Linked DNA regions of Neogale vison: region 2 is linked to region 1. Evidence: chromatin contacts called from public Hi-C data. All regions are on one chromosome and are shown on one strand. The core of a region is the stretch at or near the end of the contact, and the rest is flanking DNA. Distances in the headings are between cores, read along the strand shown.

Region 1 (5,389 bases), core at 720-3,219:
GGGAGAGAGTTCTAAGCGCAGAGTCACAGATCCTTATGACTTGCTAGATTACAGAACAAGAGATGGTCCCCAGAATATCCTCTCCCAACTAATCACTGAACTTTACCACAAGGAAACACATGCACAATGATATGAGAGACCCTGCCCCAAATGCCCCTTACAATCCAAGAGAAAATTTTCCACTTACTGCCATTCAATTATCAGATCTAAGGTATAATTCCAATGTCAAAAAGATATAAAGAATTCAGTTTTGGGGTGCCTGGGTGGCTCAGAGGGTTAAAGCCTCTGCCTTTGGCTCAGGTCATGATCCCAGGGTCCTAGGGTCAAGCCCTACATCAGGCTCTCTGCCTGCCTCTCTGCCTACTTGTGATCTCTGTCAAATAAATAAATAAAATCTTAAAAAAAAAGAATTTAGTTTTTCCATATTTAGAAAAAATATCTTCCAAGTGCTAATAGACCCCACAGTCTATTAGAATCTTGTTAGAGTCAACCAAATAAAGACACGGTTTCCTGTTCAATGGGCCAAGCAGAGTAATAACTTGCAGCTTACTCCTTGGTAAGTAAGCTTCTAGAATAACGGGGTCAGCGCCGGAGAGGTATCACCACACTGGCAGAAGTCTTGTGCAAATGGAGGGCTAAATATTTTTGTAAACATTTTCTTATATATTTTAGTTGGACATTAAAGGTTGAAGAAATTACCTAAAAAAATATAATGTTTAAGGAACAGCGGTTATTCCTAGAGACTGTAAACAACCATTAATACAATTGACAGAAAAACTGACTGCAGTTTCCACTGAAAATACTGTAAGATCCACAGATTTCAGAACTGTATTTTTGGTGGGTGTCTTTTTTTTTTTTAAAGATTTTATTCACTCGTTTGAGAGAGAGAGCAGGGGGAATGGGAGAGGGAGAAGCAGATTCCTCGCTGAGCTGGGAGTCTGATGCGGGGCTGGATCCCAGGACCTGGAGATCATGACCTGAGCTGCAGGCAGACTTAACCATCTGAGCCACCCAGGTGCCCCTTCTTCTGGGTGTCTTAAGAAAACATTTTGAATTTGGTTCAAATAAAATGTGTTGCCCTAAGTCAATTATGAATAAGTAATCCCAGATCTCTACTTCTAGTGACACATAGTATAACCACTGACCCATTATTCCTTGTGGTGTTACTAGGTCGGACCAATCCTTGATATCCTCAAATTTCACCTTAATGAGGCTGACACCTTTCAGCTTATCAATGGGTAGCTCCTTTATGTATTCCAGACGGCTAAAGAAGAAAACTTTGGGCACAGCACCAGCCTTGAGAGCATCTGCAATCAGCCTGCGGCCTTCCAGCAGAATCTTTCCTTGCTTTTCCCGAAATGGCCTGGACTTAACTATTGTCATTACACTGCTGTGGGTGGAAACAAAAAGACAGGTTATAACCAACATCCTTGTTACGGAGACACACCTAGTTCTAAGAGACATAAAGAGCTTCAGAGATATAAACGAATTCCAAAGAAAATACTTATTCTGCCCTCCAAGCATAATAAAAACCAGAGGGTTATACCGGGAGAAGTCCTCCAACGGGAGGAAAAACGTTAAGTTCCCGCTGGCAGGTGGGAAGAGAAAGGAGAATACAAAAGAAGTCTCAGGAACACATCACCTCAGCCTTCTGTCCCCGGGTAAAGCCTTATCATAGCGAAGCCCCGACTCTTCCCAGGTGCAGGGCGTCTGGGATCGGGACACCTGAAGCGGCTGATTTGGTCGCTGCTCGTAGGGACTGGCCTCAGCCGCAGCCCTCTGGGGCTGCTTCCCAGGACCGGGCTTCCGTTCCACGACCTGTCCGGATGGAAACACCACCCTCACCGGGCTCCGCCGCAGCGCCCGGACCCACCGCCGCCCGTCGAGGTCCCAGGTTTGGACCACCCACAGCAGCGGTCGCGTGGCCCACCTCCAGCCCTTTACCAGGGCCGCCATCTTCCCCCGCGCCGTGGATTGCGTCACGGAAGCGCGCCGGCGGCGGCCAGTGACGTCACGACCCGTTTGCGCATCTGCGGGCTGGCAGGCATCTAGTTCTGCCGGATGTGTGGCGCTGGTGGCAATGGCTACTCGTCGAGCTTTGCACTTCGTCTTCAAAGTGGGAAACCGCTTCCAGACCGCGCGTTTCTTTCGCGATGTCCTGGGGATGAAGGTGCAGACGGGGCCGAGAGGGGCTGGGGCGCGAGGGTGGGTGGCCGGGGCCGCTGCGCCCCACTGGCCCAAGAAAGGGACAATTGGGTGTGTCTTGAATCTCCGGTGGCGCCCAGGTGTCCGACCTTAGCCCTGGTCTCCCCATTAGCCCTGTCGGGTTTTCACCTTCAGGAAGCGTTGTATGTTGCTGGTTGGGTTGGTGATCTTGGAAGGGGTCTTTATTAGTCGCCGACTGTGTTCCCACACACGTTTGTTTCATTTGAGTTCATTCACAAATGAGGCTCTGCCCTCGTGGACTTTCCAGTCTAGTGGGAAAGACAGTAAACAGAAAGTAATATAATACTCTCCCAATGAACAATAACTCAATCTCTTCCGGTTTGAAGCCTTTCGGCTAAGATAATCTGCCTGTTTAGAGCTCTGCTCTTCTCAGGCCTGCTTTGAATGGTCTCTTACGAGTATTCGGTCTCCAGGTGAATGCTCCGGCCCTCCTCTCAACAGTCCAGATCTAAGTGTGAAGTCAGAATCCATTGTCTCCAACACCCGGAAGCGGCCTCTCCAGCCCTGATCAGCAGCGATTCAATGCAGGGATCACCTGGGTGGCAAATGCAGGTGGAAGCTCTTGGGGAGCTCCCGATAAACCAGGGCTTTAGAGGTGCAAGAGTGCAATTTAATGTAGAGAGTGCAGAAGATGTAGAGGGCAAGGGAGTTACCTGAACTCATCAGTCACTTAAAACCTATCGTCTGTCCTTCGTGGTCCTGTGTTGGTGACAGCTTTGGTGGCAAAGATGAAAATGACCTTAGTGTCTGTCCTCAACTGAAGCTTCTGGCTTAGGATAGGGGTGGAGATGACAGTTTGGTTTGTACATAACTAATAGTAATGGAAGTGAAAACCTTGTAAGTGATGAAAAACCACAGAACTCTCCCTTAATATGTTTCCTCATTGATTAAAGGGTTGTTGTGAAGATTAAACACTGAATATCTGATACATCATATGTATTATATAAGTAGTAGCTCCTAGTATTAAAAAATACTACAGGAAAGATTTAACTTCAGCTTCGTCATCAGGAAATAATTCATGGACTTCTTGCATGTGAGTTGATCTATAAAAATAGGCAGGATTTCTACAAAGATTAGAGGAAGGAGTATACTGGAAAAACTGAAAGAACCCATGCAAAGATAAGGTATGTTTGGGAAACACCACTAGTTTTCTGTGCCTTCAGCTTAGATTTCTTAGTTGAAGTTGAGATGGGATATCAGGACAAATAGGTTGGGACTACTTCTGATAGTATCTTGAATACTGAGGTATTTGGATTTTATGGCATAGTAAGTAGGGAGCTTTCTTACATTTTAGAACAGGGTAATGTTGTGATCAGAGCTGTGCATGAGGGACATAATTTTATGGTGGTATTAAGGAAAGATCAGTAAAGGTGATTTTTAATAGTCTAGGAGAGAATTGATAGGAGCTTGAACTGGAGCCGTAGCTGTGGGAATCAAAAAGGAGAATAGAAACTTAAGACATTGAGAGGCTACTGTGTGTGGGGTTCTGTGTCCAGTGGTGTAATAAGTTATCTATTCTCACAACACACGGGGAGACTCAGGCCCTAAGCAACATTCTCAGGCAACGTTCTCAATCTCAGACAACTATTGAGTGACAGCCAGGATTCCAAATCAGAATTCTCTAATGCTGGAGGCCATCCTTTTGTTTTCTGGGTGGTGGTGACGGTTTTAACTTCACAGCGCTGCTTCCAAATCTAGGTAGATTTCACAATGTTGTTTACCTGACTCTTGGTATTCTAATTTCCTTATCAGATTCTGCGGCATGAGGAATTTGAAGAGGGCTGCAAAGCTGCCTGTAATGGGTATGACACCTTGTTTCTTAAAATCTCCTTTAGGCTCTGAATACCCTTGGAGAACAGAAGAAAGTTGTTTGAAGTGAGTTTAAGGCAGTAGAATAAATTCAGAAATCAATAAATTAAGGTGGCAGCTCTAAAAAACACAAGTAGGGCGCCTGGGTGGCTCAGTGGGTTAAGCCGCTGCCTTCGGCTCAGGTCATGATCTCAGGGTCCTGGGATCGAGTCCCGCGTCGCGCTCTCTGCAGAGCCTGCTTCCCTCTCTCTCTCTCTGCCTGCCTCTCCACCTACTTGTGATTTCTGATTTCTCTCTGTCAAATAAATAAATAAAATCTTAAAAAAAACCACACACACACAAGTAAGTGTATCCTCTAAATGAATCATTGTATTTTTTTTTTTTTTTAGATTTTATTTATTTATGTGACAGAGGGAGAGAGAGAGTACAAGCAAGGGGAGCAGCAGGGACAGGGAGAAGCAGACTTCCCCTGAGCAGGGAGCCCAGCATGGGCCTTGATCCCAGGACCCTGGGATCACGACCTGAGCTGAAGGCAGATGCTTAACTGATTGAGCCACCCAGTGGCCCTAAATGAAGCAATGTCTTATTGAGTGTCTTAGCTTAGTAGCCATAGCAAACTGGAAAATTCCAAGGCCTAATGAGAATTGCATGCTTGTTGAGAGATATGCAAAAATATGAAGGTCCGGTTGGAGAAGTATCTTTATAGGAGTATGTCCCCTGCTTTAAAGAAAAGGTAAACAAATCTTTCCCTCAAGTAAGTGCCAGACAGGTGATCTTTGGAGCCTCTGGTGGTGGGGCCCATGAGCACTGTCCATAGCTGCTTTTAGCAACAGCTGAGAGGTCATCGCATCCTTACAGGTACTTAGAGGACCAGAGAGGACTGCCCATTGTTCTGTCCCGAGAGTTCCTGAGGGGAGGCCTGATGCAGATTTTGTCTGTATTCACTGGATTCATTTACTTTCATCTTTCTAGGCCTTATGATGGGAAGTGGAGTAAGACAATGGTGGGATTTGGACCTGAGGATGATCATTTTGTCGCAGAACTGACGTACAATTATGGTGTTGGACACTACAAGCTTGGCAATGACTTCATGGTAAATGGCATTTTGTTTGAGCAGATTTTGGCTGTGCCTTTTATTGAGGTCCCTGATAAAACTTTAAGTATGATAACTGCTCAGTTGATGGCTTTTGAGTGCAGATTAGTGCTTGTGCACCTGTCTCAGAGCTGCTTTGGGAGAAAATGTGTTCTTCCAGTATTCAGTAGGAGGCAGACTGCAGACTTAGAGACAGCTTTGACAGAGACAAGACTCTGTTGAACCTTGAGAGATAGAAGGACCGGAGACATTGTTCTGCTT
Region 2 (5,255 bases), core at 1,864-4,363, 180 kb before region 1:
AAGTATCAGACATATCTGATCTGCTTTCTAATGAACATTTCTCGTTAGAAGTAATAAGATGGGGGGGTGGCTCAGGGGGTTAAAGCCTCTGCCTTCAGCTCAGGTCATGATCCTGGGGTCCTGGGATGGAGCCCTGCATCCGGCTGCCTGCTCAACAGGGAGCTTGCTTCTCCCTCTCCCTCTGCCTGTCTCTTCCCCTGCTTATTCTCCCTCTCTGTCAAATAAATAAAAACTTAAAAAAAAAAAAAAAAAAAGGAATTCGTAAGATGGTACAGGCAAGGCTTTTTCAGAAGGCAGAGACACTTACAGATTCTACCAAACACTCAGTGCAAGAAAACATGGCGCCCACAATGGCAAAATTTTTGGCGTAGGACATTCCTCTCTGTCCCATGTCTTTAAGAACTTCTTTTGCTGTCGGCGTACGGTAAGGATCCTTAGGGTCAAAGCCCACATTGGTATCAATGCCGGCAGTGAACACCCCAAAGGCACCTCCCAAGACAAATCCTAAAAATAAACACAGAAATGAAGATTTTTTCTTTGGCATGTTTTCTGGGGTACTGTAAGGAGGCCATCATACCCGAATAGCACATTTTGGATGGCCACCAGCAAATAGGACACCCCTATCTACCCCTCCAACTCCACCTTAACACTCAGACCCTCCAGTTACCTGGTTTCCACATCACACAAGCCAGGAACTGTCTTGCTGACAGCTTCTCTATCTTCCTTTGGATTTCTTCCTTCTTCTTTCTTTTTTTTTGAAGATTTCATTTATTTATTTGAGAGAAAGACACAGACAGCGATAGGGAGCACAAGCATAGGAGGACAGGGAGAAGCAGGCTGCCTGCTGAGCAGGGAGCCCAATGCTGGGCTTGATTCCAGAACCCTGGGATCATGACCCAAGATAAAGGCAGATGCTCAACCGACTGAGCCACCCAGGTACCCCAGCCTCCTTTGATTTTCTTTTTCTCTTCCTTTTTTTTTTGGCCTCTCATTTTCTGACATTCCTAAAGATTCAATCTTTAACCTTCTTCTCTCTGTCTATACTCATACATTCAGCTATCAACTTTGCAAATCACTCCCTTGACGATGGTGACATTGACAAGTCATTTAGTGAGCAGTACCATGCGCCAGTTACTGATGCTTTACAGGCACAGCTTCTTTTATTTTTCACTATAGTCCTATACTGTTGATACTATTAATGTCTCCATTCTGTAGCTGAAGCGGCTGAGGCTCAGGGAGGTTAAGTAACTTCCATAAGTTCACAAAGCTACCAAAAGGCAAACCACACACTGCTGTCCCCAACTTCCTGAGCCTGCTGGACATTTCCATTTACATGTCCTCTCATCACCTCAAGGTCAATATATGTTTAATGAAATCATGGCACCTTCCCTCCAGACTTTCTTACTTATGGCTCCTTCTTTTCAGTCACTCCTGCTCCAAACTTCAAGGGCATTTCTGACAGCTGATTTGCTCCCCTCCTACAAACCTATGTTCACAAGTATCCTAGTCTAGGACCTTTACCGCTTCCACTCTGGAGCATTACAAATACTTATTCATCATTTCAACAAATATCTAAGCGACTTATTAGTGTCAGGCATAATGATGAACAAAGACCCAGCCCAGGCCTCACCGAGGTTCAGTTTAGCCAATTCCCTATACCATCTCCCTATCCACAGACTTTTCTTTCCCTCACTACACTCCATGCTGGATCATCACGTGCACCAATTACTGCCCTAATGCCTAAAGGCAAAAAGCCCAAATCCCCAACTCCACCCCCAATTTTAAAGGGCTACCCCCATTCTCTCAATCCTTCAAGATACAGGGGCAGTCTCACCTCCTGTAGCCTTCCCCAAACCAAAAAATCCCCTTTCCTTTCTACTACACATCTGCACTCACCATATTATTTGTTTCTTGATGGTCTTTCATTCATATTAAGATTTCAATTCATCTGCAAATGTGGCCAACCTCTTTACAAGACGGACACCCTACATTCAAACATTTAAACCTTCAAAGGTTTAAAAAGGGGGAGCAGGGGGTGCTCCAGACTTAACCCCCTATGTTCACCACCATCTGATCATACTGGCCACACTGACATTTGTTTTTCAAACCTGAAGCCAGTTCCCGTCAGACGTTTGCATCTGCTGTCCCCTGTGTCCCACCTTCCTGCCAGGCTCCTTCTCAACACTCCTGCTTCTGTATATATTAAAATTTTATCTTCATGAGAACCAGGCTCTGGTCTCTTACCCTGCCTCGCCACCGAGCACGTGATGGTTACTTGTAACAATTTGTTTAAAAGAATGCTTATTTAAAAAAATAAAAAATAAATAAAAAAAATAAAAGAATGCTTATTTAAAAGTGAATCAATGAATGAATGAAGTCGACCATTTTATAACCAACCTCCAGGCCCCGACCCATACAGTACCGACTTTCTGATCCAATTTCCAGAGGCGGAAATTAACCTCAGGGCCTAGAGAAGGGTTACTCGAGTTCACGCATCGAGGCAGGGGTGCAGTCGAGATCGAGGTCCACAGGCTCCTCGCTGCCGTCCAAGCCCTCAGCCTCCCAACGCCCCCCACCCCCAGTCTTGCCTCACCTCCCACGCAGGCCAGCGCTGCCTTGAAGGCACAGCTTTCCATCGCCTTCTCGATCATTTTCTGTTCCTCACTCTTGATCGGGCTCGGGATCCCGCCCAGGCTACTGGGCTCCAGGACCCGGGGCTGACGCTTGTCGCCCACTAGGTATTGCAGAAGAAGGCTGTACTGCAGCGGGGCTTCGGCGGAACCCGGCGCCTCAGGCGCGGAGCCCCCGGCGCTGGGCGCAGCTGCCGCCATGATTGCAGCGGCCGTAGAAACCCTCGCGTTCTTCTTCCCCCAGCAGATTCCGCAAGCCTCACGTTAGGGCTCTGCGCGCCTAGCCACTGTGCCGCAACGGCAGATTCGCCACAACGAGCAAGTCAAAGAAACTGCGGGAGCAAAGTCCGCTCAGGCATCCGGCGAAAGAGGTCTCACGTTCCCTCAAAGCCTCTTGTGAATACTGAATCAGGCTTGGGTAGCATCAAGATGTAGAGTCCCCAGAAAGCGCCGTCTTCTCCGGGGATGCGGCGCGGTGAGTATAGGGATTGGCAGGCCAGCCCTTTCCCAGGAGGCTTTGCGCGGGCACTGCCCTTGCTGCCTCCTCCCGGGCGCCCAAAGGCGGGAGGCGGCGGGGAGCGGGAGCGCGTCCGCGGGGCTGCAGCGCTCTGGGGCTACGGCAGGGGGCGCACGCGCCTCCCCGCGGCCCTTCCAGCTTAAGCATTCCTTACAGAGGTTAGTGGTGGACGGTGCTTTGTAAGTAAACGTGAAAGCATGGTTAGATGTACGCGGTGTATGTTTTGTTTGACAATTACATCTTTGAGGAGAGACAAGGGGCCCAACAAATGAGTGAGCAAACGAGCGAAGCTAGCCAAGTGTAGGAAAAGGCGGGGACGGTGTAGGAGGTGGAGCCGTATGGCCGGATGGAGAGCGCAAGGGCTGGGGCTGGTACTCCAGACTCTTTGCAGTCAGAGGGACTGGTGATGTGGGACTAGCATTGCCCTGGAAAGCCACGTTTATGTTATGTGAAATGCAAGTGTTCACGAGCTTGCAGACTCAGAACCTAAAGGTAAACTGTAAGACAGTACTCTGTATGAACCCAGAGAGACATCTGCATAGTTTTTAAAGGAGATCCCAGGCTTTTGCATTGCTCCAGACTAGCAATGTATTTGGGTGTTTTAGCTAAAAAACAACATAAATGGAAACAGGTGGTGAGCCTAGCCAGTACCGAATTCTCTGTGCCTGCCAGCACTGTTCGCACCAAGCCCCTGAATGAGCTGGTGCCAAGGTCCCTGGGACTTCCCAGTTGCTGAATCTAATTCAGACCTCATTTTACTAGACTTCTCCACTGCGTTTGACACTGTTGACTCCTTCCTCCTTGTCTAAAGTTTCTTCATATTTTTGGTGGAGTGTCTCCTACTCTTGCCACAGTTAGGTACCCTGTCTCCTTTGCAGGCACCTCTGCCTGGCTTTTTCTTGTTGGTCCTCTCAGGGCTTCATCCTTTACTCTCTTCTCAGGCAGCTCATTCTACCTGAGCAACTCATCCTCGTGGCTTCTACTCCATCTCCAATGCAGTAACGATCTGAAATCTCTCTCTCCAGCTCAAACCTTTCTCATAAACACAAGAACCAGACGTTTCCCATAAGCACCTCTAACTCAACACGCCCTCCCACCCACCCTTCCTTTCCTTTCAGACGAATGAGGGACCCAGGGCTCTGATTTATGCCGAGGTCTTAAGAGCCCCAGTTGGATCTGAGAGAAAGTAGGACCTGCCCCCACCCCCGACAAGTCCCAGGTAGGGTGGCCTTGGAAAGCAAGGATTGGTCTGAATAATTAACACATGGAACTATTTAGAGGCAATAATCAATCCTCAAAGGAAGGTTCTGCATTAGAGTTCAGATGAGATCCAGGTCAGCACAAGAAGAAATTCCACATGGCCAAGGTCCATGAAGGAGGGAGCCTTTTATGGAACATCCTTGAATCCTTGGCCTGGATCGTAGATGGGGAGAGAACAGTTACAGACACTGGTCTGGTATCTCTCTCCATCCACCAGTTCCTGCCCTAAGTGGAATGGGTTTCACCTGATGGAAAACTTGAACCTCTTCAAGCATGTTCTGAAAGTGAGAAGTGGTTTCCCATGTCTGTTTCCGTGGACTGAACTTTGCCAGTAGTCTAGGGACTCTCTCCAGCCCTGGAGTCCAACAGACTGATGGTACAGTTTGGTTTCTCACCCCAGGTTGTCTGTCCCGGCCCCAAGGCTACGGGGGGAGCATCACAGTGGGTCAGGGAGAACAAGGGACAGTTAAAGATAATTAATTAGTACTAGATTCAGGGCACCTGAGTGGCTCAGGTGGCTAAGCCTCTGCCTTCGGCTCAGGTCATGATCTCAGGGTCCTGGGATCAAGCCCCACATCAGGCTCTCTGCTCAGCAGGGAGCCTGCTTCCCCCTCTCCCTCTTCCTGCCTCAGCCTACTTGTGATCTCTCTCTGTCAAATAAATAAATAATCTTTAAAAAAAAAACAACATTTGTTGAATCAGTTATTTTTTTAACTAAGTGGACTTGGAAGACTTATAATCAAAATGTTCATTTTGTACTAACAGTTTTTTTTTTAAATAATGGCATTTCAATTTTTTTGTATGAGACCTTTTTTCTCTTTTGTTCAGAGATGCTCTGATGTACTTTT

Evidence for each region. Hi-C and Micro-C count contacts between places; a contact is called where the count stands out from the background.
Region 2: a contact with region 1 is called in a Hi-C map of muscle, with 5 times the contacts expected there. The contact joins the promoter of TIMM22 here to the promoter of MRM3 in region 1. A contact is called at or near these places in 2 of 3 Hi-C or Micro-C datasets (fibroblasts and muscle).

What each region holds. Positions count from the first base shown.
Region 1 is chr5:26,497,770-26,503,158 of ASM_NN_V1, reverse strand. MRM3 (rRNA methyltransferase 3, mitochondrial) reads right to left here and starts at 1,969. Exons shown (of 4, transcript XM_044248207.1): 1 at 1,931-1,969; 2 at 1,146-1,390. The coding sequence starts at 1,956. GLOD4 (glyoxalase domain-containing protein 4) reads left to right here and starts at 2,019. Exons shown (of 9, transcript XM_044248209.1): 1 at 2,019-2,170; 2 at 3,979-4,028; 3 at 5,008-5,128. The coding sequence starts at 2,081.
Region 2 is chr5:26,680,921-26,686,175 of ASM_NN_V1, reverse strand. TIMM22 (mitochondrial import inner membrane translocase subunit Tim22) reads right to left here and starts at 3,113. Exons shown (of 5, transcript XM_044248216.1): 1 at 2,594-3,113; 2 at 308-504. The coding sequence starts at 2,831.